Linked DNA regions of Mus musculus: regions 1 and 3 are each linked to region 2. The links are chromatin contacts, called in public Hi-C maps. All regions are on one chromosome and are shown on one strand. The core of a region is the stretch at or near the end of the contact, and the rest is flanking DNA. Distances in the headings are between cores, read along the strand shown.

Region 1 (4,498 bases), core at 1,191-3,690, 150 kb before region 2:
AAGAGGGCAGGGGAAGGCTGCTATAATAACCCAGGAGAGAGGTCTGTGTAGCTTGACCCTAAGTGTGAGAGATTGAGAAGCTGAATTGTGTGTGGGTTGTGCATGAAGATGAGTCAGGAGACCTAAGAGACTCATCTGACTGACGGGACGTAGGGTGAGAAAGAAAGAGGAGAGATAGGTGATTTCATAGTTTTTGGCTCAGCAACAGAAATGATGGTGCCGCAGGACTATACAGGAGGAACAGATTCAAGGGAGGACACCCATTCAGGTTTGGGAGTGCCTTGTCCTAGGTGTCCATCAGACAGGTGGGTGGAGCAGGAGAATAAGAATTCTTGGCAGATGCCTCCATCAGAGCTTTAGAGGTGGGTGTCATTAGGCTGTGCTGCACATTACATATATGTACAGACAAGGTGCAGATTCTTATTCTGCTAGCACTCCACAGAACTCTGAAGCCAAATTGAGTGATTAACTAAATATAAACAGAATTACAATAGCAATAAAGTTCGAATCACAACGGTATTGTGACAGATGATGGTGTTTTGCAGAAACCAGACCCTGATGTTAGGTTTCCCAGGAGAAAGGCGTATTTTCACATTTTTCATGGGCTTTTTTTTCTGAGTTCCTCTTTCAGTTAATTTCCTTTGAGCCCAATGGACCTTGCTCTCTCCTGGCTCCATTCCATCTCTCCTCCTTCCAGAGTGGAAAACACAGCACATTTAAAGGCTGCTAGAGACAGAAACTTCCCGCCATCATTGACTCAGCTCATGAGAGTCTACCTGGTCTTACATTTCTAGACTCTTCTCAGCCATGCTCCATGCTGTCACCATGTTATTCTTCCTGGCGCACAGCTGGGATTACATCATTGCCCTGCTTCACTTTAAAGGCATCCAGCTGGCTCACTTTCAGCTACACAATGTCGAATGTCTTAGCTGTCATTCACAGAGTCACCATCTGTCATTCTGTGGGTTGTGCATGGGACGTGTTTTCGACCCGGTCCAGTCATGTTTTAGAATCATGGATTCCCTACCACAGACCCCAGCCCACACCCCACGGTCCTTTGCCTGGGGTTATTTCAGTTCTGAAGTAGCCCCTCAGCTGTGTGTTCTCTGGTCTCCATCCTTATTTCTCTACTGCACATGCGTAGGTGCAAGGTCTTCTAATGCCACATCCTCTTTGTATAGTTTGGAACTTCTTTGAGCACTCCATGGCTCTAGTCCCATTCTGAACATCCTTGGGCCCAAGCTGTAGGTTTGGCTTTATTCTTTATTTTAGTCCCCATGAGGTCTTCTACACAAGACGGACATCATGGATTCTTTTCAATAGTGCAGCTTTCACCTCTCCGCCTGGAACTGGGTTTAATGCTCTCATGTATTCTGTAATTAACTATAAACTGAGGTCTGAAGGAGATGCTTTCAAAAATTCCTATGTTGTTTTAAGTGAAGGAGATGCCGGCCCCAGGTCAAGTACTGGGTGAGAGGGGGAGAGCTGGCATGAAGCATGGGTGGACAGTTCCTCTCCTGAGGCTGGCATGCATAGGGATTCCTTAGCAACTGGTGACTCTGCTTGGCTTGGGCTATGCACACTCTCCTTTGCACACAGTTCACCTTGAAACTTAGTCCATCAATCTGCATCCATCTGAACATGTATCCTGTTCCAAACAATGCAGCTGTCACTGACAACTCTTCTGAGTCATTCATTTATTCATTCACTCATTCATTCATTCAGGAAGGAAGGAAAGTTGAGTTGTACTAAGGACATTTGACTAGGGAAAAAGAGGTGCTTCATGAAAGCTGTAACTCGCTTTCAAAACACCACAAAGCATGTGTCTTCTAACAGGAGGGCCAACTCCCTGCCATGCTTATCTGGCATGGCAGACTGAGTCCGGATGAAGGCTCTCAAAAAGGATGGGACACGGCCACTAGAGAGCTGCTTCTAGAATGCTCGTAGCTCATCTCGCCACCTGTATCTTTGCACACTTGCATACATCACTGCTCCAACCCACACAGTCCATAGAACAGGAAGCTATTCAGAAGTAATTTCTTTGCCTCTTGATAGAGCATCTTCATTCTGAAAGAATCAATAGCCTGAAAATGAATTTTAAAAGGACTTCTTTGCAAGTCAGTGTTATTTGGGAGAAGTGGGAGGAATCTCGTATCTAACCCAGAGATAAATACATACAGTCTGAGCCTCTCATGGTATTTCACCCTCCCAGACGACAAGTTATCAAACACTTAAATATTTAAAGCCTCAAATTAACTTCAAGATAACAGTAAAATGCACCAATGTCCTTTACCCTGATAAGAAGTGCAATGAATGGCTTTAAATTAATGCCAGTGCACATGCTCAGAATCCATTAAGGAAACACAGTCATTTGTATGCCTGGCTAAGCCTGGGCCAGCTCATTCTGCAGCCGAGGAGGGCTGGAGCTGTTAAACAATGCCGAAGAGGAAGCAGCAGTGTGGCTTCTAAACAGCAACAGGAGCAGGCGGGCCACAGCCTGGGTCTGCCCAGTGCAGCTGCGCTGGAACCAGCTGCCTTTTCCAAACCCCCCTATGGTGACTAATCCTTAACACTGGCACTCGGTTCTGTGCTTCGCCAGTGTGGCCACGCACTAGGTCTGATCTTGTTCTCATCCCAGCTGCTGGGACATAGGCAGGGGTTGGTTGACCAGTTGTCCAATTACAAGTCAGGAAACTGAGGCATACAAAGGTTAATCAGCTTACCCATGCTTCTGAGCTAATTTTTCAGCCTGTCCTGTCAGCCCCTGTGGATTTCAGGAGATCAACTTGACATGGCCTTTTAAGAGTAAAATATGTGTGACTTTGACTACTCAATTGTAGTTCTTAGTATCTGCTTCATATACACTGGTATGGGGAGTTCTTCCAGGAAGTACAAGGAAGGCAAACATGTCAAGCTACAACCTAATAGATACAGTATTTATAGTATTTATGTAATAACACACAAACACATATTTCTATGTGCAAAGATAGGTTCTGGTCAGCAGCTCAGCAAGAAGATAGAGTGGCAACAGCTTCTTGGAAGAGAAATGAGTTTATTGGTTAGCATAGCTGTATGGTGAGCATTCTTGTTTCTTGGCTGGATTGAAAGCTGCAGCATCAGATACAAAAGGCTCAGAGCAGCTGTGTTTTCTCCGCTTTCCCCTTTATGTTATAAAAGTGACCTTGAATGAAGTCCATACCTGGGTTTGGGCATCTCCAGAGCATTTTAAGAAACAGATGAAATCACTCGAAGCAGGACCCCAGACAGCACTGAAGGCATCCTGAATTTCTACTCGAGCACTGTCAGGGAGAAACATTCCACACTGGCTTCATCACCTACCACATGTGCAGGACATATTTCTGCACGCGCGTGTGCACACACACACACACACACACACACACACACACACACACACACACACTCCATGCCCCAAGCTTGTGGATTAAAAGTGGCCAGGTGATGTCATTGTTAATTGTCCAGAAGGCTTGTCAAAGTGTATAAAAGACATCATGGAGAGTTTGATATGGTGCCAAGAACCTAGTTTCCCCTCTCCCTTTCTTGAGCTCCTGGGAAGGCTCTAGCTGCACTAACCACTGGGGAATGGTCTTTGACTCTGCTTAAGAAATGAGTACAGATGTGTCCCAGATGTGAGCTGCCTCATGGGGTACAGGACATCTGAAAGCTTTATGAACTCAGCGTACCACATTCTCTCAGCTTCTCAGCCTGTCTAGAACACAGGCTACTTTTGCACAGTTCCCTGGAAAAATAGTTGGACTCCGTCAGACTGCAGAACTGTCTTGGCAATGATGAAAACAAAGATCACTTGCCAAATGGTCATGTCAGTGGTTGGTCTGGAAGTGCCCAGCACCTAACAGCCCTGCATGTGTTTGGTACTGGCCTTGCAGGATAAGCCACAATCTTCTGAAGAGGTTTTTAGGTCTGGTACTCACAGGTTTGGAATCTGTTTTTAAGGTTTATGGAACAGCTAAAACAACAGCAACAACTACTACTACTACTTCTATTTCTCCTCCTCCTCCTCCTCCTCCTCCTCCTGACAGTGTTCAATGTATCACAGGGTGGCCTCAAACTCACTTTGTAGGCAAGAATGATCTTGAACTTCCAATTTTCCTGCTTTTACGTCTGGAGGGCTGGGACACCTGGTCTACTCGCCTGTCTATGTGACACTGGAGATGGCGCACAGAGTTGTTCATCCTAAGTCAATATTCTACTAACTGAATTATAATCTCAGATTTCATATATATATATTATCATGCTATATAGCCCACACTGGCCTCAAAGTCATGATTCTCCAGACTTGGTCCCCTGAGCTCTGGATTCAGACCGGCTCCACCATGCCCAGATCATTTGTAAAGCTTCTACTGGAGTTCTTATGTGTCAGGAGGGAATTTGTAGCACCATCAACCTCATTTGCTCTGATCTCCTGTGCTGCAGATGTCTGGTTTAGATATCCTTGCTGATAAGTTTGCATTTCTTATTT
Region 2 (4,703 bases), core at 1,707-4,206:
GGTCACATTTATCCCAAAATGGTCCCTCCCTTGTGTCCAGACCTTCACTACTGCAAAGTCCTTATGTTTTCTTTATAGATGAAAATTTTTTTACAAAAAAAAAAAAAAAAAAAGAAAGAAAGAAAAGAAAGAAGGAAAGACAGACACCAGTTTTTCAGAGCCATGCCTGAGCTTGTGCTTTCTCTGAATAACTAGTTTGGGGTTTACTCTGGTCTATTTTGGGGTGGTATATTCTGATCCCCTACAGCTGTCTTTTGATGGGGTGTGTCCTGAGCCCCAATACCTCTTACCGCTAGAAATACAGTTTCAGGTGGTCAGACTTTTTCTACTACAATGTACATCTGGCCTCATACATGGCTATTTATATTCGCAGGTGAGACCTAGTAAAGCCACAGCAGGACTCCCCTCACAGAGCCAGGTCCCGTGTCACTCACTGTGCCTTTGCAGCAAGCAGCCTGGCAATGGCTTGTAGTGTTGATGTTTCCTATGTCACAAACTCTCCACTGTGGCCAGAGTCCAGATACCAACTCAATGCCCTTGAACTCAGAGGTGGGAAGCTATATATACTTGTTTTTAAAGGCTGTGTGAGCTGGCCATAGGGTACCACTACAAAAGGGTCTGGTAGAGTGGTCCCGCTAATGCCTAGGCATCTCAGCTCCTGTAGACAGAGTAAATATAGCCTTGCAGTGACAAGAGGACTGATGGGCATCAGTCAATCACAACAAGAGGGGTGCTCCTGAAAGCTGGGCTTCTGGACTCTGCAGGCTTCACTGTGTGGTGTCCCCCACCCCAGTAGGCTATGGGCACCCAGTGGTTGCCATAGCAGTATTGATGTGTGTTATAAAGAGAAGAATATGGTTTGGTTTTGTTTTGTTTGAGAAGGATGTGTTTTATAGAGCCTGGTATGGTGAGGTGGGAGGAGTGCCTCAGCGGACCCACATTGAGGTATCCCTTCTCCCTGAGGTACCAACAATACTACCGGTATAGTATAGAATAAAGTTTATTTGAGGGCACGGGAAGGGGAGTTGAGAAAAGAGTAGAGACAGAAAGAGAGGAGACAGAGAAGGAGAGAGGGGGGAGGGGCCAGAAACACATAGAGAGAAAGAAGGGAAGGGAAAGGCAGGGAGAGAGAAAGGGGTTACAGAGAGCTAAGGGGTCAGAAAGTCTGAGAGAGAGAGAGAGAGAGAGAGAGAGAGAGGGGGAGGAAGAGAAAGAGAGAGGGGGAGAGAGAGAAAAGGGGGGAAGAGAGGAAGAGAGAGAGAGAGAGAGAGGAAGAGAGAGAGGAAGAAAGAGAGAGAACAGAGAGAGTGAGAAGGGCCCAAACAGTCCCTTTTATAGCAAGCCAGGCTTACCTGGCTATTGCCAGGTAATTGTTGGGCAGAGCCTAGAAGGAATGCCAACAGGTATCCTAACACTGTAGACAACATCCATGGAAACTGACTGTAGCTTCCGAAATCCAAAGGTTCTGTCCCAAGGAAAAGGACAGTGAATGCTTTTTACACATGGCTTTGAGCCGTTGAAGGCAAGGCGATCTCTGCTGAGCACAGTAGCCCTGAGCAGAAGTAGAACACTTCCCTCCGGTGTATCTGAGTCTGTCCTATCCCAGGCCTTATGCACACAGCAGCTTTTTCTCATTGCCTTGATAGCTAGGGGGCCCCATTCCTCACAGACCCTGGAGTCTTCATGGAGGAGTATGCTTGGCCCAGAGATCGGCACTATTAGAAGGTTTGGCCTTGTTGGAGGAATTGTGTCTCTGTGGAGGTGGGCTTTGAGACCCTCCTCCTAGCTACCTCAAAGACAGTCTTCTCCTAGCTTCTTTTGGGTGAAGATGTAGAACTCTCAGTTCCTCTAGCTCCACGTCTGCCTGGATGCTGCCTTGCTTCCTGCCTTGATGATAATGGACTGAACTTCTGAACCTGTAAGCCAGCCCCAATGAAATGTTTTTTATAAGAGTTGCCTTGGTCATGGTGTCTCTTCACAGCAAAGGAAACCCTAACTAAGACATACATGGTATTAGTTATGTGTGGGATGCTGACCCTTGGGCAGGGGTCCAGCTTGTAGACTTTACTCCTGTGCTGGCTACCAGTGAGGATGGGGCTGGCCAGACAAATCCCAGTGGATCTAGGAAGCTGCCAGATGCTGGTGTGAGCTGGAACAGAGAAGAGGGATGTTTGGCTATCTCATCAGGGTTCTTCTAGATTGTGCCAACAAAACCCCATGGACCAATGCTCAACAGCAGCTGCTGAGCCTATAGCTTCCTCTGGGCAGCCTGGCCTGCTGGGGCAGAGGAGACAGAAGTAGTCAGCACCTCTCCTAAAGGGTGGCCTGGCCAGCTCTTCAGCTGCACGGCATGAGGCTTTAGAGTAGAGGCTGTGTCAGGCCATAGCACTTCCTGTTTGTTGATCAGTAGAACTTACTGGTTATAGCTATCACCTCCCCAGTTTAGCTCCCAGTAATGGGAGTTCTTCCTCAACTTTCTAATTTGCACCTCTGCTCTCTGCCCGGAGCAGTTCTATCGGCAGGCAAGTGTTGATGGGTGCTTAGCAGGCCACCTGGGGTTGTGGGGAGGAGGGCAGAGCTGCCTGGCTTCAGCACCCACACATCTGCGCCTCCTGCTCAGCTCCCCTGGCCTCCCTTCCTGCCTTTGGCTCTGTAAGGACCCATGAGTGCTGTTTCTCTGAGAACCCCCTTTTTAAACAGCAGCTGTGCTTCCAAGAAGTGACATCCTTGGTCATATGTAAGCCTCACTGGGCTGCTGACATACCTTGCCCGACCCCCCTGGTACAGACAGCAAAAACTCCCTTCCTCATCATCATCCAGGCTACCAAGATTCCACAGTTGCACAGTCCGATTCTGGGAGTGAATTTTAATGAATTCGCCCGAAACTTGTACAGCAGTGATAAAATGTAATTGAGTGCAATTTCACTCCCACACCAGCCTCTAAGCTGCAGAACCCCTGGCCAGCTCGCCGGGAGGCAATTTCATCACCATGGAGTTACCGTGTCCTAAGGTATGTGAGCCTTGTGCAGGCCCCAATGAAACGTGAGGTGAATTTTCATCATGACACTACAAGCAGAGACAGGCAACACTGCCATTAAGATTAATTAGAAGGTGAGGGCCCTCATCTGGGAGCTGGAACAGTCCTAGTACATCTTTCACAGGTTTGTTCTCCAAAACCATCTCCAGATTATTTTTCCAGCTGTTCTGGTATATTACAGTGCACATGTAGATGGTCCTCCCCCTCCCCCCTCCCCCTCCCCCCTCCTCCTCCTCCCCCTCCTCCCCCTCCTCCTCCTCCCCCTCCTCCTCCCCCTCCTCCTCCCCCCTCCTCCTTCTATTATCATCTCTTTCCCTCTCCCTCTCCCTCTCCCTCTCCCCCTCTCCCCCCTCCCCCTCCCCCTCCTCCTCCTTCTTCTTCCTCTTCTTCTTTTTTTCACTTTGCTCTTGACTTTATTGGAAAGGCTGAGAAGTGATTTCTAGTCCACAGGGAACACATCTTTGCCCAAGGCCAGGGTAAAAGTCCATGACAGGAAGTGGGATTGCATGTTGCTTTTGTCTGGTATTTCCTGTGGTATTTCTGTTTATCCCAGGTGGCTTGAGGGAATGTCTGAGAACCTTATATATGGTTCTAGGAACCCAAACTTTCGTGGTATGTGAGACCTCTTCTTTATATTTAAATGTTTTGGAGAAGAAAGAGAAACCAAATCTTATATGGCATATGAAAATTATGTCAGGTTTACATCTCATGTAGAGTAATAAAATTGAGAAGAATCGCTGGGCAGTATTGGCGCACGCCTTTAATCCCAGCACCTGGGAGGCAGAGGCAGGCAGATTTCTGAGTTCGAGGTCAGCCTGGTCTACAAAGTGAGTTCCAGGACAGCCAGGGCTATACAGAGAAACCCAGTCTCAAAACAAAACAACAACAACAACAACAAAAATTTGAGAAGAATTTAGCCATGGGCCACTCAGTTATGTGTCTCCCAGATTCATATCCACCCCAAGTATTTATATGTTGCTGATGAGCCACACCCACTTATTTGCATACCACCCACCTACTTGCATAGCACCCACCAGTTATAGTCACAATTTGCAAACTGCCCTAAAGCCATTTCATACATACTTCACCTATCAAGCCTGCCTATTTACATAGTACTCATAAGCCACACCCACCTATTTACATATTGTCTTGTCTTGCCACTATGGGAAAGTTGAATCCTTGCTACAGAGAATAAGACCCATAATGCCAGTGGTGTTTATTCTCTGACCTTTTGAGGCAATATTTACTACTGACCTAACTGGGAGGTGACTTTGGTCCCTCCCTCAGTCCAGAAGGGCTTCCTACTCAATGCAAAACTATGTTTTCTAGTGATAATATTGAATTAGGTCCCCTTGGCTAGGGATCTGTGCCCTCCAGGGGCGTTGATGGCCACTGGGAGTCAGGTGGGATCAGAGAGCAAGGTTTGCTGCAGAGGAGGGCCTCCCATCTGTGCCTCTCCAGCCATGTGCTCCGCGTGGTGGCAGCTTATCATTTGCTATTTGTCACTGCACTTTGAACATTCAGCACAGTGAAAAATCATTTGCCAATGAGGTAAAGTGGAAAATTCATTTCGGTTTCCCCCCGTTGGAAGTCAAAGCTGAAATCACTAGTGTCTTCGACTTTGGTGGAATCTTCCCTTTGTAAAAATCAGGGGAGGCTCTCTCAT
Region 3 (4,761 bases), core at 192-2,691, 160 kb before region 2:
ATGGAAAATTTCTGTAACACCTTGCACTAGCCAAAGGGAGAACAATCATTTCCTATCAAGATGGCTGACACAAGTGTTGACATGCTTCATTAAAAATTATTGAGTATTTATCTTCAGCACTGATGACATCAGAGGGTATTTCACGCTGAGTGGAAGGAAGGCTGTCCAGCCTGTGGCAACATATACATAATTCCCACAATCCACTTTTCGTCTCAAAGCCTCCACTTTATCTTTGACAACAGATAATCTCAGTTGTTCTCCTCCAACTGGCAGGCTCACCTGGTCCTCTCCTGAGAAAGGGCAAGTCTAAGAATCTAGTGTGCTTTTTAGATACACCAAGAGTGTTCCTTGGGAATGTGACTAGTTTAGGGCACAAGTCAAATAATTACTTAGGATCTTTTATTCCAGACAGCTATGGGATTGCAGTACACAGCATATGTATTTTATGTGTGGTTCCTAATGTTGTCATAAGGGATATTAAAGCACATCATATTAATTTGAAAGGAATCACCAAGAGCAATTTCCCCTTCTTTCTCTGCATGCAGCAGCAGAGAGCAGGATGATCTGGTCAGGTGGACACGTGGCCACTGACTTGCTTGGGAGCCAGAGGGAAACCATGAGGGGGGAGAAGAAGGTGAAGAGGAAGAGGAAGTCACCATGAGTTAGGAGTCAAGAAAACAACCCTGAGGGCTGGCCAACTAGAGTTAAGAGAAGCCCGGATGAAACATAGCAAAAAATAACTCAGGATTGTTGATATGAAATAGATTTTAATAGCATAGAGGATAGACGTCTGCCCAGCTCTAGTGCTGATTAAGGTTTAAGGTCGTGAGTGTCTTTTACCTGGGAACTAAATGGCCAAAGGTGGGGTAGAAACCCTGGATTGGGATTAAAATTTTCTACAACAAAATACTGCTGTTTTTCACCTTCAATACAAACAACAGTGTCCGGAACATTGCAGATAAGTCTTTGGTGGGGCCATGACTGTTGTTTAGTGTTTGGACCTTCAGATTAGAAATTTAGGGGGAGGAGAACTTGATATTGAGCCAAAGCTTTGAGTATCCCCAGCAAGCTCTCTACTCACTGAGCTGTGTTCCCAGTCCAGATCCTGTGGGATGCTCATTATCCAGAGGCTCCAGATGTCTTACTTTCTAACCTTCTGAAGCAATAGTAAAAACTTCTTTCCATAAGTTCAGTGTATATAGACTCACCTTCTCTCTAAGATCTGTTTATAAGCCCACATCAACACTTCTGAGCTAACCTTGTCATCTGCGGAGATGTTTCTCAGTGAGGTCAGCCATTGTGCTTGGATCCAGCCAAAGCTGACAGCTGGTGCTCATCTTTCCTGTTGTGAATGAGGGCCCTTCATGCAGCTTAATTTGTGCCTTATCTTTTGAAGATTTTTTTTCCTAGTTAGTAGTTTTGCTGTTCAGAATGACCCAGAAGAAAACTATGAACTGCTTCACCAGAGAAACCATGTTGATGAGACAAAGCTCTGATCTGGCCTGGCTTGTTACTGTTGGCCGTGTTTCACATTACAAATGAAAAATGCACTAAGAAGTCTTTGAGCAGAAACACATGTAAGGCAAGCTTATGTGCTGATCAGTTGATGAAAATGGATCATTGAAGGCATGCAGGAACCCCACTCTGCCTGACTTGCACTGCTGCCGACTAAGCCGCGTGTTAACAAGTGAAAGCAAGTATCAGGCAAGGTGTCTTTAAATAACCACAGAAAGCAAGCTCATGTGCTGCTCAGTTGAAATGCTATGACCTTGAGCTTGCAGGAACCCGACTTTCTATTTCCCTCCGGGACAGTGATTTAGTCTAGAGTCAGTGTTCAGTGGTTATCGTGAGTAATAAAAACAGGTTCAGTGTTCCTACAGAACATGGCTGTCATGAGTAATAAAAATGGCTATCTAACATAACATGTTTCTTCTTGGCCATCCCTTCATTAGGAAGGATATGCCACCCTGTGCTTCAGTAACAGCATGCCCTCAATCTTAATGTCTGAGAGTGATAATGATTTCTTTACTTTTATATTCTTTAAAAAAACCATTATGTGTGTGTGTGTGTACGTGTGTGTGTGTGTGCGCTAAGTGTGGATCTACGTGTATATAATTGTGAACATATTCTTTTGAGGCAGGGTCTCTCCCTGAAACTGGAGCTCATAGTTTTCTGTTTTGTTTTGTTTTGTTTTATTTGTTAGGCCAAAATCCAGCAAGTTCTAACAACACCCTTGTCTCTGCTCCCAGAGTTAAGATTATAGCTGTGCACAGACCATACTGAGCTTGTTATATGGGAGCTGGGATTTGAACTCAGGTCCTCATGCTTGTGCAGCAAGCGCTCTCAAACTCTGAACCATCAACACTGCACTCAGAATAATTCCTTTCATTTATAGTTCCTTCTTCACATTGGCTGTTACTTCTAGGGCCTTATGCATGCTTCTTTCCCTTTGTGACGTGGGCTGGCTCAGATCCCAGTGTTTAAAGCACAAATGGTCACCCTAGCAGCCAACGTTAAAGTGTTCTTCTGCAGAGCACATTGTTTGAGCTGTTGTTTGGCTGAAGTCCTAGATTCACACTAAATTTCCAGAAGGGAGCTAAGAGCAATCCTACCTGAAGCTGTTAGGCCAACTGCCAGTCATCTAAGTAGGGTGCTCTCTCAGGTATGCTTCAGAGCAAGTAGTAGATTCAGCCTTAGTGATCTGCTCAGACAGGCGAAGTAAGGGAGGTAGGGTCACCTTAGGGATGTGAGCCTGAGCTACACACTGTCAGTTGTTATGGCTAAGATTCAAGTAAAGTTAAAGAGGGTTCAGGAAAGCCTAGATAGTTTGTTCATAACTCTTTTCCCATCGCCGGTAAGAAAAAAGAAATGCAGCTAATTAAACCAGGGCCTACCATCTACTATGAGGCTCATCTTCACTTCAAGATTAAAATGCAAAAAATACTAAAACCCAAATATAGAGGATGCTGGAGAAAGTGCTGAACTTTAATGTAAAATGTAATATAAACCATTCTAATTTGTGTTCATAGCTTGCTCTTAATAATGTTATCATCTCAAAGTATAATTATTATATCTATAAGCAGTCAATTTTGGGCAAACTTGTTGGTATGTTATTATCTCAGTTTTTTATTTTGGTAAAATTCACGTTCATCATTAATTATAAAACCTGTATTAATAAGTCCCATATACTATTCACTCACACACCCCAAGGGTAACACCTCATCTAACTTTAGTACAATGTCACTACAGGGTGCTGACATTGGCATGATGTCCAGAGCTTGTCTGTGGTGTATGTATCTGTGTAGGTCTATGTAACTACCACCCCCACCCAATATACAAAGTGCCGGTACATTTTATGCGACACTACAGTACATGTGACATGTAGGATCTCAGACTTTGAATTGATGACTCATATAAGCCTTGATCGTTGACATCTTAAAATTGATAGTCACAAGCTTGGTTCCCTGGACCACAGGAAGTACTTTGGATCATTTTGAGCAAGTAAGATTGGTGAAAATAGGAATTCTCTGACTGGAAACCCACAAGATATTTGTCAAAAACATGTTTAGAAGTCTGTTAATTTAGATTGAGATCACTGAGTTGGAGGGGAGTGCGAATGGCCCCCATAGGCTCATAGATTTGAACAATTTGGTGTTCAGTTGGTGGAACTGTTTGAGAAGGACTAGAAGGTGTGGCCTAGCTGGAGGAAGTGTGTCCCTTGGGGGTGCATTTAAGGTTTCAAAACCTCACACCAGGTCTAGTGTCTCTCTCTTTGCCTGCTGCCTACATATCAGGATATAAAGCTCTCAGCTACTGCTCTGGTACCACGCCTATCTGCTTCCTACTATGATGATAGTGGACTAATCCTCTGAAACTGTAAGAAAGCCTCCAGTTAAATAATTCCTTTTATAACAGCTGCTTCTGTCAATGGTATCTCTTCATAGCAATAGTACAATAGCCACGACAGAAAGTTTGGAAAAGAAAAAAATAAGGGGCGCATACGATGGCTCATCTTTATCTCTCTTTATTTTGGGGTCTCAGAGGAAAGAGGACATGAGTTTGATAACATGAATGTAATTTTAAAATGACTGTTACCTTCCAGTCTCACCGAGCGACATCAAGGTTGTACAATAGTGTACATTGCAGTTCACTCTCAGTGCAATGCCCATGTAGGGACTGCCTGCTGTCTAAGAGACTCTGCAATGAGCCCTTTCCCATGCTGCTTTGCTTGGTTGGAATACTGACTTCATAAGGTGGGATCCCATTATGGCTTGAATGTGAAATGTGCCTTGTAGGCTGATATGGTTGAAAACTTGGTCCCCTGCTGGCAACAAACTGTGGGAGTATTGTGAAACCTTTGGGAGGCAGAGCCTTGCTGGAAGCTCTGTAGCCTAGGAATACTTCCTATCTAACTGTAGGTACAACGGAGCCAGCTGATCTTCTGCTCTGCTGCCATGCTCCCCTCACCATGATGGACTGGTCCCTTGAACTGTAAGCCACACTTACCCTTCTTCCCTTATGTTGCTTTTTGCTAGCTATTGTTTTACAGCTATGCTCCCATCTTCCTTAGTTATTCTTTCTGTTGTTGTGATAAACACTATGACCAAAAGCAACTTGGAAAGGAAAATATTTATTTCATCTTACAGCTTGTATTTCATCATGCAGGGGTATCTGGAGGCAGATGAAGAAATGCTGCTTACTGGCTTATTCACTCTAACCTGCTCATCCTGCCTCCTTATATATACCAGGGCCTAGGGTTGG

What was found. Hi-C and Micro-C count contacts between places; a contact is called where the count stands out from the background.
Region 1: a contact with region 2 is called in a Hi-C map of uterus, with 3 times the contacts expected there. The contact joins two enhancer-like sites. A contact is called at or near these places in 7 of 484 Hi-C or Micro-C datasets (adipose-derived mesenchymal stem cells, embryonic stem cells, liver and 2 more).
Region 3: a Hi-C map of uterus shows a contact between it and region 2, with 2.9 times the contacts expected there. The contact joins two enhancer-like sites. A contact is called at or near these places in 6 of 484 Hi-C or Micro-C datasets (LSK cells, cardiomyocytes, cochlea and 3 more).

Annotation. Positions count from the first base shown.
Region 1 is chr7:134,548,568-134,553,065 of GRCm38.p6, reverse strand. No RefSeq gene overlaps it. Among named protein-coding and RNA genes, the nearest start is that of Dock1, 120 kb to the left of the region's middle. Within about 2 kb of position 2,440, at least 59 of the 459 cell types and tissues checked have an H3K27ac peak or open chromatin away from gene starts, as enhancers often do. A contact at or near this core is called in uterus, where this site is marked.
Region 2 is chr7:134,403,829-134,408,531 of GRCm38.p6, reverse strand. It overlaps a transcript of D7Ertd443e not described here. Among named protein-coding and RNA genes, the nearest start is that of Gm35970, 4.3 kb to the left of the region's middle. Within about 2 kb of position 2,956, at least 9 of the 459 cell types and tissues checked have an H3K27ac peak or open chromatin away from gene starts, as enhancers often do. A contact at or near this core is called in uterus, where this site is marked.
Region 3 is chr7:134,567,176-134,571,936 of GRCm38.p6, reverse strand. No RefSeq gene overlaps it. Among named protein-coding and RNA genes, the nearest start is that of Dock1, 100 kb to the left of the region's middle. Within about 2 kb of position 1,441, at least 6 of the 459 cell types and tissues checked have an H3K27ac peak or open chromatin away from gene starts, as enhancers often do. A contact at or near this core is called in uterus, where this site is marked.